Linked DNA regions of Mus musculus: region 1 is linked to region 2. A link is a contact called in public HiChIP or PLAC-seq data. All regions are on one chromosome and are shown on one strand. The core of a region is the stretch at or near the end of the contact, and the rest is flanking DNA. Distances in the headings are between cores, read along the strand shown. Region 1 holds the start of AV039307 (expressed sequence AV039307). Region 2 holds the start of Mga (MAX gene associated).

Region 1 (4,834 bases), core at 1,112-3,611, 950 kb after region 2:
AAAGTGAAACTTAAATTCCATAATCAGAACTAAGCTGTGTTAACTATGCTTTGAAAAACCAATAGTTTATCACTGCATACATGTTCAGATAAAACACTGGTACACACAAAGTAAAAATCTCAACACTTTTAAACAACCGATGACTATCACATTTTGAATGCATCTTTATGTGTAAATTGCTCCCTAGAATTTTTTAAATTATACAAACTTCATTTCTTACATGACATTTAAGGATATATGAAGTCCTACATAATTGCTCAGCTTTCCTGGGGTATTAAAAAAAAAAAACAGTACCTAACAAGAGAACCTGAAGTCATATACAACATGGAATTCAATGATACATGAACCATATACAAGATGATGAACAAGATACAATCTCTAAGTCAGCTTTCTATTCATAATTAAATTGTTTCAGTTTGAAATTATAAATAAAATGAAGTTATGTATGAGCCTTAATGTCTCTTATGTGTCCAAAACTGAAAGAGGAAAATCAGTTTCTAACACTCCATTATAAAGTTAAACTATTAGAGAAACCTTCCTTTGTAGTCATGCTTCAAACATCCTTTCTGGTGTCTATAAAAATTCATCATACAGGAAATATAAGCTTCTGCGTTAAAGAGTTCTTTCATTATGCTTTAATTTTTAATAGATCATAATCCTCATCAGGATAGATTCTCCAAGATGGCATACTGTTATATCTGTCACCATTGCAGCTTCTTTAAAATCGCAACATAAAAAGTAAAAAGTATTCAACCCACTCAATACTTTTTAAAAAATCCTCATTTTTTTTACTCCTTAAATGAATGTTATTCTAGTCCACTTTGCTGAAAGAAAACAGATACATCTTTGCAGTCTATCCTGGCAAGTCCATGTTTAATGTCACTGCAACTATTAATGGCTCAAAACCAAACACTGAAACAAAACACAGCCTGAATCCTCCTTGTATTTGAGAGTTTGAGTCCATTCACAATACACTCTCTCACACACATTCAATTCTACTAAATAACATCTTCCCATCATATACAGGTTAAAATAGAATTGTCTTCTTTAAATGTTAAAGGACAGCTTCCAAAGCTAGGGGAGAGAAGCCTATCAACTTTAATCCAAAGCAAAGTACAACTCAATGTCATTTTTACCTCTAAGGCAGCGCCACAACTGAAACAAAATGAACTTCATTTAAGGATCAGGTATCCTAGCATCCCCATGATTATTTACTTCTCTGACTCGACAGTGCGTATATGTAGGCTCTTTTGTCCCTCTTTTGGCATCCCCGCGTATCAACAGCATCATCTTTGTCAAAGCAAATCCCTCTGGTCATTACTTCAATACTACAAAGTCCCGGCCTTCCTTGTTACCACACAAATGAGATTCGGTAGTCCCGTCACTCTTCCATTACAGTGGGAAAAGCAAGATAGAATGAAACGCTCATAATTTCAAAAGACTCCTCTCTGCTCGGTCCTGGTAGCCAGAAGAGTCATGAGTACAAGTGATATATGGGTCACCCACAGAAACAGACGAAGCAGCTTCATGAACCTCCAAGTTCAGGGAAGGCACCCAAAGCCTCCGGGGAAATGGGGCAGAACCAGAAAGATCTGTGGGATGAGGATCAATTTGGGTCTGGCGTCGCCTCAGGGCGTGGGCATAAGAAACCCAGGGGTCTCGGGCAGTCTCCCCTCCACGCCTCGGTTGAGCTGAACGAGGGATGAGGCGGGCGCAGGGAAGCTTCTTGGAGACGCCCTGGGGCTCGGGGGTGTGTCCTACCTGGGCCGCGGCGGACGCAGGATCTCTGACGGAGGACGAGGGTCTAGCTCAGGGTCCGCACCGGCAGGAGTCACCGCTCAGCAGGCGGGCCCGCCACCGCCTGCCCATCCCCCGCCGCCCACTGCGGCGGGACCGGAGCGCGGCTTAGACGGCCGGCGGTCCCTTCGGATGCCGTCCGCGTCTAAAGGCGGCGGCAGCGGCTGCGGGTATTGCTGCGGATTGTCCCGGGCCGCTGCTCTCGTGCCAGCCCCTGCTCCTCCTCCTCCTCCTGCCGCCGCCGCCTCCTCGTCCCTACCGCTCCCATCGCCGCTGCGGCGACTACTGCAGCGCCCGCTGACCCGGCCCGACGTTACTCTCCCCCCCGCAAGCCGCACAGCCTAGCCCACCCGCCCTGCCAGCGCGCACCGCCCACCTCTCCGCCGCGGGTGCTGATTGGAGAGCACGTTCCCAGCCTGTGGCGTCGGTTGGCTAGTCCCATTGCCTATCAGGAAGGGGGCGGAGAATTGGGCCGAGAGTGTCTCCGCCCCCCACCGGAGAATTGCCGCTATCTTCAGGTTTGCCTGAGAGGGCGAGTTACCGGGAAAGGAGCATCACAATGACAGTGCGCGTGTGCTTGGGAATTCTGGGACTCGTAGTTCCAGCCTCCGCTGCAACGGCCGGCCTGTCCTGAGGAGAGATGTAAGGCGCAGTGCTTCTGAGAGCCGACTTCAGTAGGTGTTCTCCTAGCTCAGCGTGCTTATGGCCACAGAGTTGGGCCCTTTGGAAGAAAATTGGTAATGCTTTGTCACTGAGGCGGTCGCGTCGAGAATCGTGAGGCCGGGTCATTGCTTAAGGTCTACTCGCCTGCTCAGACCTAGAGCTGCCAGGATCTGGGAAATGGGCGCTGTCCCCTAACCTAAGCTGCTAACTAGGGCCGGGAAACCCGAAGGTATTGGGAGAAAAGAAAGGAGTTACAAAGATGTCAGCCTGGCGAGGGAGTGCCCATTCACAACCCACGAAAAAAGATTTCATTGGCTTTTTGATAAAGACAATGAACAACTTTCATGTGGACCAGTCTGGGACTCTAAGCTTGGAGTTTGCAGGAGTGGCTCAAGACACACAAAGACTAACTATGAAGGGTGGGACACCGAGGCTGTATGGGAGACGTATTTCATGTTGAATGTGCCAAGCTCTTTGGTGAAAAAAAACAAAACAAAACCTAAGAGTAAGTCCCTCTTCTTTCTTTACTATCCATTATATAGACATTAAAAATTAAGAATAAACTTTACCAAGATCACAAAACTGATGTCAAAACCAAACTGCGGACCTATTCCATATTGTATGCCCAACGTTCTTTTTTCCTTAACAATTGCAATGACTGCCACGAGTTTGCCAGGAACAGAGAGGATGCAATGGTATGAATTGTAAAGGTTCACTTTTTGTTTTTGTTTTTGTTTTTGTTTTTGTTTTTCGAGACAAGGTTTCTCTGTATATCCCTGGCTGTCCTGGAACTCACTCTGTAGACCAGGCTGGCCTCGAACTCAGAAATCTGCCTGCCTCTGCTTCCCGAGTGCTGGGATTAAAGGCGTGCGCCACCACACCCGGCTCAAAGGTTCACTTTTACTTTCAAATATTTTCTTAGGTGACAAAAGTGTTCTTACTGTTAAGGAACTACCATCCTCTTTATATTCCTTTACAAGCAGGAGACATCCTTACTGCCTGTCATGTGCAGACTCTTGGACAGAAACCAAAACAAAAGACAACTGATGGTGAGGTCATCTTGTTCTATTCAAACATGAAGGCGTTGCCAGATTGTTTTGTTTCTATTGATGAAAGTTGGAAAATGCTTTTTTCCCCCATTATTCAATACAGACATGTGCTACAAAAACAGGTAGAATTTAAAAATTAGGTTAAGATACAAATGGGTTTCATTGTGGAATCTTCATTGTTTTCTTTTAAAGATAGGCTGTAGCCCCCATGAAGCCCTGAATAGCCTCAGTTTTTTGATCTTCCTGCCTCAGTCTTGGGCATGCTGCAATTACAGCTTCCAGCTGGCATCTTGACAATCACCTTGTAAAATAAGCCAAGCCGGAATCAGCTAGCTAAGCCATTCCCCACATTCAGCCCCACAAAAATATGATACAATAAATGTTTAAGGTTTAATCTGCAGTATCAAAAATAAATGTTTACTATTATCTTCAACACTGGTTGATTGTGTGGCGATAACTACTAATACAGAAAGATTTGGGAAAATAGGCAGTGATGGTGCACACCTTTAGTCCCAGCACTCAGGAGACAGAGGCAGGCGTTTCTCTGTGAGTTTGAGGTCACCCTGGTCTACAGAGAGAGTTCCAGGACAACCAGGGCTACACAGAGAAACCCTGCTTTAAAATAAAAAAAGAAAAGAAAAGAGATTTGGGGAAATAAAGGTGAAATAGAAGACTGACTCAGGTGTGCGGATACTCTGGATACATGAAGGAACAAAACTCAGACTTAAGAAAAATCTTACAAAGTAGTCAGTAAGATTCAGTTTTATACCAGGTAGACTTCATATAAGACATAATTCACTTTACAATAGTTATTTTCCCCTTTGCTCCAGCATGAAATAAACAATACACTGAATAACCCTCTCCTTTTCCTGTTCTTCCATGTGTGTGCTAATCTACCCACATTTAGGTGCCACTTTGTAATATGTCTCCCCCACCCCCATCTCAACAGGAAATTACCTATGTGGGTCATTTGCAGCACGAGGTTACCAGGGCAACATGACAATGTTTTGTTTATTGTACCCTAGCAGGGTAAGCACAATGCTCCTGAATCACATCCCCAGCCCCAACACCACAGTATGAATCAGCATGAAGATCAAAGAAAGAAGATGGCTGACAGGGCTTTCCTTCCTTGTCTTTAAAAATTCTCCTGGGATGTGAAGGAAGTGTTGAGTGCCCCTCTCTGCACCTGTGATGGCTAATATCCTTTGTCAACTTGACAGGGTTCTAGCTAGAATCACCAAAGAGACAAGCTCTTTGCTCTCTTCCATGTGTCTATGAGGGATTATCTAGATTTTGTTAGTGGAGAGGGGGAAGACACACCCTAG
Region 2 (4,943 bases), core at 2,164-4,663:
CCCTCTTTAGTATCTAATCTTTCTTTTTGGTTTTTCGAGACAGGGTTTACAGTATACTTCATCTAGTCCTCTTTGTTAGTAGGAAGTTTCTTTAACAAATGGCATTGAAGTATGAAAGATTAGGGAAGATCCTCTTAGGTAAAATGTGAGAAACATGGGCCTAAGACATGGTACAGTAGAAGGGTGTCTTTTTTTTTTTTCCTAGACAGGCTGTCCTAGAACTCTGTAGATCAGTCCAGTCTAGAATTCACAGAGCTCCACCAGCCTTTATCTCCAGAGTACTGGGAATAAAGGTATGTGCCATCACATCTGGCTAGGTTTTAGATTTTTTTTTTTTTTCGAGACAGGGTTTCTCTGTGTAGTCCTGGCTGTCCTGGAACTCACTTTGTAGACCAGGCTGGCCTCGAACTTAGAAATCTGCCTGCCTCTGCCTCCCAGGTGCTGGAATTAAAGGCGTGCTCCACCACTGCCTGGCTAGGTTTTAGATTTTTAATGCTGGAGATTGAATCCGGGGTTTTGTGCATGTACTTTTGCAATTACTCTGCCTCTGAGCTCTATCTCTCCTTCCTTTTTTTTTTTTTTTGGAGACAGGTAGTTCATGCTGACCTCGAACTTACTTTATAGCTTTGGCTTGTTTGGGAGTTTTTAGGATTTTCCTAAATGCTTGATATTAGGCATGTACCATCATTTCTGGCTAAGGATGGTTTTCCCCTCTTCTCCCTTTGTGTGTTTTTGGGGGGGGAGGCCGGGGGGACAAGGTCTGTCTATGTAGCTCTGGTTGTCAATATGCAAACCAGGTTGGCTTCAAACTAACAGAGATCCACTTGCCTCTGTCTCATAGTGCAGGATTAAAGGTATGTACCATGGCATCTGGCCAATGAAAATAGAATACAACTAAGTACAATTTGAGGAACACTACATTGAAAGTAGAATGTAACTATTGTGTTTCAATGTAACTTGAAAAAGCAATTTTAAAAACACAAAACAAATCCCAGTCACTTGGTCCCTGGGGATATAGTACAATTGATAGGGTGCTTGCCTAGCATGCATAAAACCAACTTTAGCAGTGCCATCTATTTATTTGTACCCAGAGGTGGAGCCAGGAGGATCAGAAGTTCAGTCATCTTTGACTATGTGATTTTGAAGCCAGCAAGGGATACATGAAACCCTACTATAAGCAAAAATGGTTACTTGGTAAATCTAAACTGAATCACTGAAATAAGTATAGCTATATTATTAATTGTAGATTAGAATATAAAAACACAAATGCTCAAAGAACTCTCAGACTCTTACTTTTTATAGGCTAACTAGACTCCACTTTGAAAACTTATGGGTATTGTACCTATTAAGGGATCTAATGCTGCATCTTAGAAATTTGTTGTTACCTAAAACAAATTAATCTGGAGGACCATTTCAGTAGTTGAGAGAAAAGCAGTAGGGTGAGCAAGCTGTAAATCTTGTCACCTGTAGGGAGATGGAGTTGTAAGAAAGTCATGCCTTTTGAGTCAGCAATGGAGGTCTGCAAGAAGCTCTAGAAATTGTGAGAAGAGGTCTTCAGAGAAAACAATGAGAAAGCCCTGAATGTGAGGGCAGACATTCTTAGGATTTTGGGAAAGTGATTGACAATATGCTCAGGAAACTAGCTACTCAGTAATGAAAATCAGTAATTGTTGAAAATTGAAATCTGGTATTTCATGTTTGCTTGGAGCAGGGAAAGAGCACCAAAGAGCATTTCTGTTGTACTTTCCCATGCAAGTTGTTCTCGTAGATTTTTCCAATTAGAGATGCTATTTGGGTTGTCTTTTTTTGAGATGCTACCGAGTCATTCATACCTTAGGGGCAGACATTTTACTAGTAAATAAACTCAAATTTTAGTCTCAGAAAAATGAGATTTTTTTGAGAAACCATTATAACCCTCGAGAAGGCATCTTGGTTTAGTAGGAAAGGTTCTTGAGTCAGAGAAGAGGAACGTGTTAAAGAAATGGTTTTCAGTCTTCTAAGATCTTGAATGGTTTTCCTGAATCATGGATTTCAGAAGTCTGTAAACTTTAGTTCAGTTTCTGCCTATGTGTTGCGTATCTCCTCAGGAATAAATAGCTAAGTGAAACGAAGCAAGTCAGATCAACCCTGTTGGCTATCCTTGTCCTTCCTCTTGGCTCCATCCTTACATTCTTGGTTTCCTTCAAAGTGTTTGTATTGTCACTTAGCACAAAATAAGTTTTTCTATTATCTCTTGAGAGTGAAAAGTTTGGGAATATGGACTGCATTTTATGTTTTCTACTTAATTATTTCGTAATTACTCCTTTTCACTTTAAACATTTACTGGTAGGTTAGCAGCATGAAAGTAGTAAATGGTAGAGAAAAAAACCTAAAATTTTTGATGTTTGGTTGAGAATTATTGCTCTCTGACTTAGTTTGGCAATTGTCTGACATACTTGTTGGTTAATGTTTTCTTTACATTTTTAAGCTTCATTGTCTTGAAGAAGCAACAACAACAACAAAAATATACATTGTTGGTTAATGTTTTCTTTACATTTTTAAGCTTCATTGTCTTGAAGAAGCAACAACAACAACAAAAATATTCTTGACCATTTCTTTTTAAGACATCTTTCATCTTGGTATCAGGCAATTTAGTGGCAGCTCTTTTTCCTTTATAGAACCTTTCTTTGCTTTGCTTTTCATTCCAGCACGGTGTCTTGGCAGCCTAGCCTACTCTGGAACGTGAACTCACTATAGAATTCAGGTTAGCCTCGAACTCGCAGCAATCCTGCTTCAGCCTCAGTGTTGAGAATATAGGCATAAACTTCCATTCTCTGCGCTCAACAAGGCTTTCTCGAATTTTCCTAGTGTTCTTTGTTGGCGAATATTGGAAAATTGCTTACTCTTCTTTCGTGGTGTTTGCTTCAAGCTTTTCCAGTGTTCTGGTACTTTCCAACCCCATAGCACTTTGTACAGGAGGTCCTCCGTTTTTTTTTTTTTTTTTTTTTTTTTTTTGAAGGATTTGCGAAGCCAGGAGGTCTATGAAGCTTCATGTGGGTGGGGCTGGGTACGGCAGGGGCGGGGCCGGTGAGAAGTCTCTGGGAAAGGCTGAAGAGTCTTGTTGGGAAAGGCCTGGAGGGCAGTGGTTTCAGAATTTTCACGAAGGCTTCGAATACAGGATTGAGCGTATTGTGTACCTCTCTCCTGTCTCTCCTTTCCTGATTCTGGAAGCTTCATAAGTTCTTTCTGGATTACTAAAATGCGAAAAGGCTACGGCTTCGGCTCCGTGGGCGGAACCCAAGGGTCCTGACGCTGCTCCGGGCTGTTTGGCCTCCTGATGTTGGGGGAGGGGCAAAGAGGTGCTGCTCGCGCCTCCCTATGCGCCTGCGCGGTCGGCTCCAAGCTGGTAGGAGCGCGTGCGCAGTGACGTGGACATCCGGTGCGTGCGCAGGCTCTTCAGCTGAAGCGGACACACGGTGTGCGAACCCTTCAGAATAACCCTCCCCTAGAGGGATGTGAAGGACTCGGGGTGAGGCCGGCCACGCCCCGCACGGTAACTCTCGGGCCTGGGTGGAGGGCGTCGCTTCAATAGTGGCCCGATTGGAGTTTTTTTGAGTTTAAACCACTTGTGTATTTGAACGGCTTGCCCAGCGTTCCGCAGAGAGAGCTTCGCACGCCTGGGCCTGGCTGGGCCTTACGCTGTGCAGCCTTTGGTCCCTTGAGCGAGTTGCGCATGTCATCTCGCACGCCTCCCCGACCTCACTTCCGTGTCGCTCGGAGAACTAACTAGGAACATCGACGCCGGAGACCGAGACCACGAGGCGGGCGGGGTGAGAAGTGCCTACGGCACGGCCCTGCCCTCGCGTGCGTGGGGTGTTGAACAGCATGGCACGTTCCGCGTGACGATTTCTAGCCTGGTTATCGATGGAATAAGCACAGGTTTTAAGAGTTCAGCTCTCTGAGTTTCAACTCTCCGAGGGAAACAACCAATGTCTGTTTCTCCAAGGAACTGGATGCAGTGTTTTGACACCTATTCAAACATTTCCTAGCGTGTAATTTCGGGTCAAATTGAGGCAAGGCCCCGAATTTAATGAGGGGGCGATGAGTGAGTTGAATGAGAGTGAGAACTTTGTAAACAAAGGAGCTGTGATTTGTAAGTGCTAATTCGAAGGCGGAGAAAACAGGTAGGGAACAGGTGGTGGTTCCTTTTTCTCTTTCTGGGGTAACCTGACTGGTTTTCTGTCCATAGGACTTCCCGTTTCTGTTGAATTTTCAAGTACGTCTTTGAGTCGAGTGTAAGGTGCGCAAGGGCATTAGCCTTCTCTTTCGTTCCCCAAGAATGTCTCTTTTTCTCTGGCAAAAGGATGGTAGCAGGCATGGGTGAAGAGTGCCTGAAGAGTGGCTTGATTAGTAGAACGGGAAAAATCTCCGTCTGAGGGAGACCCACTCTTGTTCGCGTCGCCGAAGCCGACACGTGGATCTTGAGAAGTTAGGGCTCACTTATGCTCAGTCTGTGGGTGTTGTTGAGCTTGCCAAGCTTGCGTGTCCAAGTGCTTGGTCAACTCTGCCTGTCTTGCTGGCTTTTTGCGCACGACGCTGCTGCAGTTAAGGTGCAGGAGAGTAGCGAGAGGACTGCTGGGAAATGGGCTGGCGGGGTGACTAGTTGTGTAGTCTCCAAGGTAACCGAAAGCGGCTGAACAGCCTTAGGAACACAGGGTTCCGCCTGGCTGCACGTGATCCTTGGGACTCTACCCTGGAAGAGTTTTCTTTGCGACATTTTTTTCATGTTTGTGGCTAGCTGAAAAGCGAGTAACTGGAGGCTGTTTTATTTTTTTATACATAGGTAGTAAGTTGTGTCCACTTAACTGCAACACAAGTGAAAGACCTGAAATTTCATTCCCTGGGTGCATTGGCATATTTATTTCAAATTTGCTGTCCATTTCTGCAGTAAAGGTTAGTTTTTC

The links. HiChIP or PLAC-seq counts read pairs in DNA pulled down with a chosen protein or histone mark.
Region 1: a contact with region 2 is called in an H3K4me3 HiChIP or PLAC-seq map of bone marrow-derived macrophages, with 4 times the contacts expected there. The contact joins the promoter of AV039307 here to the promoter of Mga in region 2. A contact is called at or near these places in 4 of 39 promoter capture datasets (the C10 cell line, cranial neural crest, liver and 1 more), 1 of 115 datasets of contacts at active chromatin or transcription factors (bone marrow-derived macrophages) and 2 of 9 other capture datasets (liver and macrophages).

Annotation. Positions count from the first base shown.
Region 1 is chr2:120,848,295-120,853,128 of GRCm38.p6, forward strand. It overlaps AV039307 (expressed sequence AV039307), which reads left to right and starts at 2,362. Exons shown (of 4, transcript NR_038350.1): 1 at 2,362-2,471. Ttbk2 (tau tubulin kinase 2) reads right to left here and starts at 2,124. Exons shown (of 16, transcript NM_001024856.2): 1 at 1,762-2,124.
Region 2 is chr2:119,893,815-119,898,757 of GRCm38.p6, forward strand. Mga (MAX gene associated) reads left to right here and starts at 3,414. Exons shown (of 24, transcript NM_013720.2): 1 at 3,414-3,532.